Regions from separate parts of the Pan troglodytes genome. Here region 2 is linked to region 1. A link is a contact called in public capture Hi-C data. All regions are on one chromosome and are shown on one strand. Each heading gives the region's core, a stretch centred on a gene start, on an enhancer-like site or on the middle of the called end of the contact. The rest is flanking DNA. Distances are from core to core; before and after follow the strand shown.

What was found. Capture Hi-C pulls out chosen DNA fragments and counts their contacts.
Region 2: a contact with region 1 is called in a capture Hi-C map of stem cell-derived neural stem cells, with 5 times the contacts expected there. The contact joins two enhancer-like sites. A contact is called at or near these places in 6 of 7 Hi-C or Micro-C datasets (blood, induced pluripotent stem cells, a lymphoblastoid cell line and 1 more) and 1 of 1 other capture datasets (stem cell-derived neural stem cells).

The regions. Positions count from the first base shown.
Region 1 is chr5:45,059,058-45,063,976 of NHGRI_mPanTro3-v2.0_pri, forward strand. No RefSeq gene overlaps it. Among named protein-coding and RNA genes, the nearest start is that of SAYSD1, 52 kb to the left of the region's middle. Within about 2 kb of position 2,719, at least 1 of the 24 cell types and tissues checked has an H3K27ac peak or open chromatin away from gene starts, as enhancers often do. A contact at or near this core is called in stem cell-derived neural stem cells, where this site is marked.
Region 2 is chr5:45,188,407-45,193,325 of NHGRI_mPanTro3-v2.0_pri, forward strand. No RefSeq gene overlaps it. Among named protein-coding and RNA genes, the nearest start is that of KCNK17, 18 kb to the right of the region's middle. Within about 2 kb of position 2,260, at least 1 of the 24 cell types and tissues checked has an H3K27ac peak or open chromatin away from gene starts, as enhancers often do. A contact at or near this core is called in stem cell-derived neural stem cells, where this site is marked.

The sequences.
Region 1 (4,919 bases), core at 1,469-3,968:
ATCTCAAGAAAAAAAAATTAATCAATCAATAAAAACTTAAAATTAAAAAATCTATATACTGGGGTCTCAAAAGAAGAAGTGGTCCCAGCCTCCTCCAAGCTCTGAGAGGCCCTGGAAGAATGCTGAGGGGAAGCCAATCTCCAGCCCGTGTGACTCCAGGGCCATTACAGGAAGTGGAGAAAGGGATTGGTGTGTGGTGTGTGTGTGTGGAGGGGAGGAATCATCCAGCTGTCCTAGACACGGTGAACTTGAGGAGACCTAAGGCTTTCCAGGTGGTGATGTGGAAGGCGGTTGGAAACCATGTCTCTGAGAGAGGCAGAACAGTGTGTAGGAGACACGCGAGTGCACTGATTATGAGCATAGATTTTCACATAACGCAACGTATATGAGCTATGTGGCTTTGGCAAGTTACTTAGCGTCTCTGAACCTCAGTTTCATCTTCTTTAAAATGGGACAATCCTCACGCAAGGATTCCATGAGGGAACGGCAGTAAACACTTAACCTTGTGCCTGCCACGTGATAGAGCAGGAAACATGAGCTGGGACAATTATTGTCAGGACAGTGATTGACCTCGAAGTGACTTAGAATTGGATTTGGGATCATTGCAGAGATTCAAGATGGATGCCACAGGAGTGGCGAGGGCCTGCAGAAGAGACTGAAGACTAGAGGGTGGAGGCGGAGCTGGAGATGAGGGGCTGCTCTGGAGGCAGGAGCACAGCCAGGTAGCTGAAAGAGGATGCAATGGTGTGTATTTGTTTGCTAGGGCAAACTAATGTGTTTGCTGCCGTAACACAGTACCACAAACTGGGTAGCTGAGAACAACAGAAATCTATCTCACAGTTCTGGAGGTCAGAAGTCTGAGATCAAGGTCAGTGGAGCTGGTTCCTTCCGAGGGCTCTGAGGGAGAAATCTGTCCTGTGCCTCTTCCAGTAGCTTCTAGGTGGTTCTGGGGTGCTGCTATAACAAATACTTAAAAATGCAGAGGTAGGCCGGGTGCGGTGGCTCACGCCTGTAATCCCAGCACTTTGGGAGGCCGAGGCGGGCGGATCACAAGGTCAGGAGATTGAGACCATCCTGGCTAACACGGTGAAACCCCGTCTCTACTAAAAATACAAACAAATTAGCCAGGCGAGGTGGCGGGCGCCTGTAGTCCCAGCTACTCGGGAGGCTGAGGCAGGAGAATGGCGTGAACCCCAGGGGGCGGAGCCTGCAGTGAGCCGAGATCGCGCCACTGCACTCCAGCCTGGGCGACAGCAAGACTCCGTCTCAAAAAAAAAAAAAAAAAAAAAAAAAAAATGCAGAGGTAGATTTGGAATTGGATAATGGGTGGAGGCTGAAAGCATAGGAAGGTGCATGACAGAAAAAGCCTAGATTACCCTCAAAGAGATTGTTGCTAGAAATATGAATCTCTCTCTCTCTCTCTTTTTAACCTTTGTGGAAACAGTCTCACTCTTACCCAGGCTGGAGTGCAGAGGTGTGATCCGGCTCACTGCCACCTTCACTTCCTGGGTTCAAGTGATTCTGGTGCCTCAGCCTCCCAAGTAGCTGGATTACAGGCACCCACTACCATGCCTGGCTAATTTTTCTTTTTCTTTCTTTCTTTTTTTTTTTAGTAGAGATGAAGTTTCGCCATGTTGGCCAGGCTGGTCTCAAACTCCTGGCCTTGAGTGATCAGCCCATCTTGGCCTCCCAAAGTGCTGAGATTACAGATGTGAGCCATGGTGCCTGGCAGCAATATGAATGTTAAAGGTGCTTCCAGTGAGGTCTCAGACAGAAATGAGGAGCACGTTGAAAACTAGAGGAAAGGCGATCCTTGTTATATTACCTCAGAGCTGGGGGAGAATAAACCTCATGGTCTCTGTGCATCAGTTGTCCAGCAGACCTGAGGGCTCTAATGTCTGGCTATAGTATTGCACCATGGGGCCAGCATGAGGCTCAACAGAGGAGGACAGGAGGGACATGGTCCCAGCTCCTGGTGGGGAATTGCTGGGATCTGGGGAGCTTTGCAGACAAGATGAATTTCTTAAAGGCAAAGGGTGATGAATCCTGAGGGCCTGTCTCTGGGGTCCCTCGACTGCAGATTCCTTCTTCCCACTCTCCTCTTCACCTTTGTCTCCCACAAACTCCCCAGCGCTGCTTTCTCCTGGCAGAAGCCTTCCAGCCTCACCCCTCTCTGCCCAGGGCTTTTTGCAAAAGGTGTTTCACAAGCCCTCGCAACAGCTCCTGAGGCCTGTGGGATGGGAACTGTGAGTCTCATTTTATAAACAAGAACATGGAGGCTCAGAGAGGTTATCAGACTTATCCAAGTCACACAGCGTGTTGAGGACAGCAGTATTCACGCCCTGGTCTCTATACTCCCAGGCCGGAGCTGGACACACTGCACCACGTGGCTTTGGTTTCTGATGGTTCTTGCTTTGGGAGCCTTGGCCTGAAGGAGAAAGGGAAGCCAGAGGCAGATTCCCTGAGTTATCTGGTTCTGATCCCAGCCAGAGAGCATCTGGCTTTGGGGGAGGTCTTTGTCCTCCAGGCACTTACAGCATCCCCACAGCAGGGACAGGACGCTTCGGCTTTGCTGGTGGCATGACCACAAGGGGGCAGTGGCGCTGCATGTGACAATCTACGGGCGGGAGGGACTCGAGGTCTCCAGAGACGGGCAGGTGGCTCTGCTTCCCCGCGACACCCTCAGAGCTCCCAGCTGCCAGCATCCTGCCCAGACACCTCTCCTCCAATGAGCGCTCATCAGCCTTCAGAATACATAACTTTGACTCTCAATGGTCTCTTCTGGGTTTCCCTTAGCTGGGGCGGGGCTTGCTGCTGGAGAAGCCTCCGTTTCCCACCACAAACTCCCACATTCAGCCCCGACTCGAAATTACTGGAGTCCTCTTCACTCCATGCTTCCTCCTCCTTCTCTCCCCTTCCTCTGGAGCTTAGAATTTGAAGAGGGCAGCTCCTCCAGGTGTTCTCAAAGTGGGTTCCACAGAGCCTGTGAGATCCCTAAGGGAACCCCCTAGGAACGTGTGGGGAGCAATGTGGGCTGGACAGGGACTTGGAACTGTTGGAAGAAGAGTCCAAAAGTCCATGCCAACACAACCGGCTGAGACTCTGTCACCCGTCCCGCAGTCATTAACCAAGCACCTGCTATGCGCTGGGCATCTAGACACTCGGGAGACAACAGAGAGCAAAACAAAGATCCCAGCCTTTGAGAGACTTAAATGCCATGGGGAGTTCTGTTTGTTCTGCATCAAAGCAAAAATGATAAGAGAGATAATTTACAAACCCAGCACACATCACCTAATTGTATGGCTGCTGGGCCCAGGCAGCACCCTCCTTGTGATCTTTCTTTTCTTCTTATTCCTGGTCCTTCTCTTCCATCTTTCCTGGCTCCTGGACACCTCCTTCAAGGCGAGAGCTCATGACAGGCAAGAAGGGACCCACACAGGGCAAGGGATGAGTGGGGAGAGAGCTTGTCACATGGGGAAGGGCAGGAAGAGGGGATGCCAGAAGCCCCGCGGTAAAGCCCCTCGGCCCATCACTCAGCCCACGAATCTGGTGTGCTGGAGCCTGAGGAGTCAAGAAGAAGGACTGCTTGGCAGGGATGGCCTTAGTCCAGAGACCTCACACTCCAACCCTCTCTGCCCCAGAGCAGTGGGAGGGGAAGAGTGAGGGAATGGGATGGAGGGGCAGCACTCAGTGGGCAGAATCTGGGCAGCCCTCGGGGAGTCCCAGAGTCATGTCTGTTAAGAAGATCCAAGCCAGACCTCCCTGAACTCCAGCCCAGAAACAGACTGCTGTTCCCTGAGTGTTTCTACAGAAGCTGCCGAAACTCAGGGAAAGTGAACTCATCCCACACGTGTGGGAGACACATATGCAGAATACAAAACAGTCCTCAGGGGACCAGATTCTCAGGGAGCCCCAGTCTGATGGAGACACAGCCCCGTCCTCAGGGAGCCCCAGTCTGAGGGGAGACACAGCTGCATCCTCAGGGAGCACCAGTCTGAGGGAGACACAGCCTCGTTCTCAGGGAGCCCCAGTCTGAGGAGAGACACAGCCCCGAACTCAGGGAGCCCCAGTCTGAGGGGAGACACAGCCCAGTCCTCAGGTAGCCCCAGTCTGAGGGGAGAAGCAGCCGCAGTCTGGAGTGGAGAAAGACTCCACCTCTAGCGTCTTGGATGGGCTATTCCTGTCCCTCCCTGCCACTGTCTTTCTGCCTCTCTATTCCTTTTTCTCTCTCATGTAAGTGCATTCACACAAACACAACTACACGCACACAACCACATGCAGACATTCAGAAAGAAGTCTTAAAAGCACTCAAGACTAAATCTCAATATCTGCGAAGGGCACAGCTCAAACTCCAAGCACAAGACCAAACCCACCTCTCTGACTGTGTCGTGAGTCAGGAAAGTCCTTGAGGTTGAGCTGCCAAGAGTGAGGTCCAAGCCTCACTGGAACTCATGGGCTTTGAATCCTGTTGCACCCTCTGAGGGTTTGAGAGTGAGAGCCCTCACCTGCTGACCTATCCTTATCTGCATGGTAACTTTCTAGCTCTGATACTGGGTCAGACTGCAGAGGAAGCAGATCCTGAGGACTAGGAGCACTTAAAGTGACTGAGAACATCGAGGGATGGGGTGATGTGGGATAGTGAGGCTGACCACCCAGCTGTCCAAGCTCCCTATGGGAGGCCAGGCCAAGAAGTAAAGAATACCCCCGCCCTCGTACCTCCCTCACACACGTGCTTGTCTTAACTCCCAGAGCCCTGGGCGCCAACAGGAGTTAGCACCCTCCAAGGTTCTGTCCCATGGTTCTTGTTTGGGCCTCTGTGCAGGGGAGGGTCAACGGCCTGGGCAGGAGGGACCCTAAATGGGATCTGGTCCAATAATATTTGGAAACTACCCTTTTTGTCACTTGCATGACCCTAGTCA
Region 2 (4,919 bases), core at 1,010-3,509, 130 kb after region 1:
CTTTCTCAGGACAGTGTGAGGATGAGAGGAAAGATGAAATGAGTTGGTCACCCAAGGTGAAGTGATTTGCCAAAGTCACACAGGAGTGAGTGGCGGGCCTGGGACTGAACCCGGGCCCACCAGCACAACATGGACTGCACTGCTTGGTGGGGCCTTTTACATGAATCTGCTTCCCTACTAGATGGCAGGGATCACATTTTATCCACTTCTGTGTCTCTAAGTTTTGCACTGAGGAATTAGACATTGGGGATACAGGGAAAAGATGAGTTAAACATAGCCCCTGCACCTAGGGAGCACCTAGTCACATGGGGGAGGCATTGTTTCTGATGCCGTGAAGCCCCCAGTCTGATGGAGGAGTTCCTTGTGGGGAACATGGTCTGTCCCTTCCTGCCCGACTTCTCTGCAGGGCTGACAACACAGCTTGGGGGAGCTTCTGTTCCTTCCCTTCTGCCACTGTCCCCACAGGCAAGGGCGACGGGGTCTTCCTGGCCTCCTGCCTGGGTCTCTACCCTCTTGCCATCACTCAGAGCAAGTCACTCCCTAGTCAGGGTGGCTGAATTGATTCTTCCATGACTTTAATTCAGTACTTTGAGCCCCACTCCCCCAGCAGGCCGCAGGGAAAGAGTAAAAGATTGATGAACTGGGTGTTGGGATCAGTCCTGTCCTTGCTGGGCACAGATGGCACTTTCCAAGGGCCCGTTGAAGAGCATGTAATGAAGAAACTATGTGTAGAGTGTGGGCAGGTCCACGTGCATGACACGGTATGACTCCCAGGGATCAGCAACAGTGGGGAGTCATTACTACTCTGGGGCTGAAGGGCAAGGGTGATGCTATTACATCACCCAGCTGATGCCACGACCCTGGGAGTGCAGCCACTCCCAAAGCCAGGGCCTGCAGAGAGAGGGCTGATACAACCCTAACTGCTCTCTCCTCCTACCTTCCACCATGGCCCCTCTTAGGCATGATCAAACTGGAAGTCAAAGACGGAAGGAGCCTGTTGACACAGCGCATGGAGTTCAGGGGTTCAGAGAAAGTCAGAGAGTGGATGGAGAGAGGGAGCCAAGACAGAGTAACAACTAGAGAGTGGTGCTGAGGACTCACGCCCACCCCTCTGCTCTGGCCCCGAGCCCCCAAGCCAAGAGCCTGACCCTTAGAGGCCTCAGCCAGTGGGCTGGTTGGGAGCTGCCCTCTCCAAAACAGAGCTTTGAAAAATATATTCCTTCCATCCCCACATCATTTTCTGCCCCTCCCAAGCACATTGGAGGCTAAAAGACAGGCAGGTCCAGGGGGACTTCTTGGAGGAAAAGGTACAGTTGGGCTTCATGAGCTTCCTGATGAAAGAGGGCGGAGGAGGAGAAGGTTGAGACCAAGAGGAAGAAAAAAAGGAGGGGCACAAGTATTTTTGAGCCCTATTAAGTATAAGGTAGGACATGGATGCTTTCTCATCTGTTACCAACTCCCCCACCTCCCTTCCTCCACACTTATCAAAACAATCCCGAGGTTGTTTTCAGGATTTTCATTTTATGGATGGGGAGACTGAGGCTCAGAGAGGTTATGTGACTTCTCAGATGTCACACAGCAAGGGATAGAGTCAGAATATAGACATACAACTGCCTGAGTCCAGGAAATAATACATGAGGGTCTATAAAGTTGTGGAAAGGTTGGAGTGTGGGCAAAAGCTGAACAGGGTCCCAAACCCATTGGGAAGCAGGGGGCAGAGGGCTTTGTCTGTGGCTCTTGGGAGGGGTCTGGATGGTTTTGCATTCACGCTTCTGGATGATGTGCTGGTAGGGTGTGGGGAGCAGGTCACAGGGTGGGAGGTACCCAACCCTGGTTGCTTTTCCTACCGCCAGGCTGTGAGCTGATATGGGTTCCCAGACAGGTTGAGAGAGGTTTTGTGATTGGAGTGGGGCAGGGACTGAAAATCTTGGGGAAAGTCCCTAGGGATGGGATGAGAAGGCCTTGGGGGAAGGGTGGGACTGTCTCCTTGGGGATGATTTTAGCTGGGGATGAGTTTTGGCTGGCAAGGGGCAAAGGAGGGTCGGGAGATGCAGGATCCAGCCCTGTCTCCTGGGGAGTGGGAGAGAGCATCAGTGAGGCTGGAGGCTGGGACCAGCACTGTGTGTGGGTGGTTGGGGGACAGACAGTGGAATGGGAGGCCTGGGGATGGCAGTGTGGGTGGAGACCAGCACTGTGTGTGGTTTAGGGAGGGTGGAGGAAGGGGGGTCCGTGGGGCCTACTTCAGGGCAGCACACTCCAGGCCTGGAGCCCAGGGGCGTGGCCGGGTGAGGTAAGGGCCGATGGAACTGGAGATGGGAGTCTCAGCATAGCTGTCGTCCCTGACGTGAAGGTCCTCTGGCTTCCAAGGAGTCAAGTCCTTCTTTGTCTGGTCTGGCTCCTCAAGTGAATGGATACCATTCCTCCAGCCAGGGCTTCAGCATCGGCGAGGCCATGAGGGAGGGGCTCAGGGCCTGGGGAATTTTGTGCAGATTTTCTCTTCTCTGCCTCCAGATCCTGTGAGTGTGTGTGTATGTAACCGAGAGAGAGAGAGACAGATACAGAGACAAGAGAAAGAGAGACTTCCTTCCTTGGATCCAAATGCTTAACATGGGCCCAGGAGGATTGACATGGGTGGGGTTGGAAACTGCCCTTCTGAAACATGTTTATTAGCACAATCCAGTCCAAGGCTGAGGGAGTAGAAGTAGTAAGATACAGACTCCCTGATGCCAGCCCCCTTTTACAGGTGAGGAAACTGAGGCACAGAAAGGGGAGTGGCTGGTTGAGATCACACAGGGCTTAAAGGAAGAGTGTCCCTGCCTCTCAGGCCAGGGGAATTTATCCCTTGCAGAGGGCCAGCGGCAACTCCTGTGACCACCCACAGGAACGGGTGGCTACCTTTGGCCTTAACATCCACTGAGGACCTCGTTTCCCCGAGATAAAGCAGCATTACAAATAATAGTTCTTTTCTTATGGAGTCGATGGGAGGAGTAAATAACTTACTACAAGTAAAGAGCTTAGAACAGTGCCTAGCACATAATAAGCATTTAATAAATGCTAACAATAAATAATAATAACAATAATAAATAATGATGATAAGGATAAAAGATGCTGCTGTTTTAAAGGGGACAACCCAGTGATGTTGAGTCTGATCTTGCCTCACCGGTCAGAGAGGGTGGGGAGAGGTGGCCCGGGGCCAGAGGTCTGCCTGCTCCTGGCATGGTGGGACCCGCGGTGGGCAGTCCCTGGGCCCTGCATTTGCACACTGGGCACTCACTTCCCAGTCTCTGCCTCGAGGCTCCCTGTGAGTCATGCATGTCCACTTGCCTTATCCTGGCCAGCAGAGCAATAGTATCAGCCTGGGAGCCCCCCAAGGGCAGGGCCCCATCCTGCGTCACCGCTTGCTCAGCCCTCCCGCCTGGCCAGCCCTGAGAGGGGGTCAGCCAAGGCGCTGCCTGCCTCATAGCCGCCGGCCCCCAGAGCGTCTGCTTTCCTCCTGTTCTTGTTCACTCAGCCTGGCTGGGAACGAAGATGACAGCTGACACGCACGTGGCACCTCCTCAAGGCTGACATATACACTTCTCAGTCCTTTGCGCGCACAGTCACTCGTTTCGTTCCTGCAGATCGAAGCTGCTCTTGTCTCCATTTTGCAGAGGAAATAAATTGCAGATGCAAGATTTGCCTAGGGTCACAGAGCTGGCAAGCTGTGGAACCAGGATTTCAACACAGGCAGGCTGGCTCCAAACTCAGCACCCTTAAGGGTCACGCTCTGAGGGCACCCCTTTCTCTCCTCCTCCAGGCTTTGGGTGGCCTGGCTGAGGTGGAAAATAGCAATGAGTTCCTTACTGCAGAAAGCGCACCAGCTTTCTTGGGCTGTCTCCATCATGTTGCCATCACTCCTACCTTCCCTCCCTCGTGCTTGTGGCCTCACTGTCTGTTCTGTTCTGTGGCCTCACTGTCCATTCTGTTCTGTGGTTTCTGAACTGAGGTCTAATACTCTGTTTTTGTATTTCCCACATCCAGACCTCTCCAGGTGGCTCCCAACATGGCTTCTTAACACCCCTGTCCCTACCCTATTCACTTTTGTCCCCTCCCCACTCCCCCTCCCACCTCCTGAGTGTAGACTTCAGAGTTTCAGCTATTCTTTTCATTGGCTGAGAAGGAGATAAAGAACTGGCCAAGAATGAGCCTTCCTCTGGGCACTCCAGCAGCCCAGGTTGGTTCCTTCTGGGGCAAGCATTTCTGAGTATGAGGGGTGTGGGCATGGGAGTGAAGGCTTCGTGGGAGAGCCCAGTGGGGCCAGGCATGAGGACAAAGAGGTCCGAGGTGAGCTCAGGTTGGGACCACAGTGCCTAACCCAACACACTGGCCTGCTCCTTGCTCCCAGGAGGAAGTTTTGAATGCTAGGTCCTCTTTCTGGAGTGTGTTAAGTACAAAGCATGCCACTTCCACACTTCAGCAATCTCTTCCTCCCCTCCATTTTCCTCTGTCCAGCCCCCTACACCTTCAGAGAGCCACCAGGTAAACTCTGTAAAGATTTGCTGATAAATCTCAGGGCTGATACAGCCAGCAGGCGGCTGGTCTCAGTCCAGCGGCTGAATCCTTACTCTATGGCTCATTCACACCGCAGAAAAGCCAGGGGCAAGCCAATGGGGGCCTCGGGAAGTGGGCGTGGGCCCTGTTGTTTACTCTCTGGTGCTGCTCCTGGGTCTGGCCTTGGTCCACGCAGGGCCAGGATGGATGGCGCAAGGGAGATGGTGTAACAGCCTTTACTCCTTCCTTGGCCAAAGGGCTGACCCTGACCCAGTTCCAAGATGGTCACAGGGAGAGGCCACATGGAACTCCCTGGGTCCCTGGGATACCAACTGCAAGATGGGTGGAGGGAACGGAATCACAGGTGCCCACGGAGGCCAAGAGCCCAG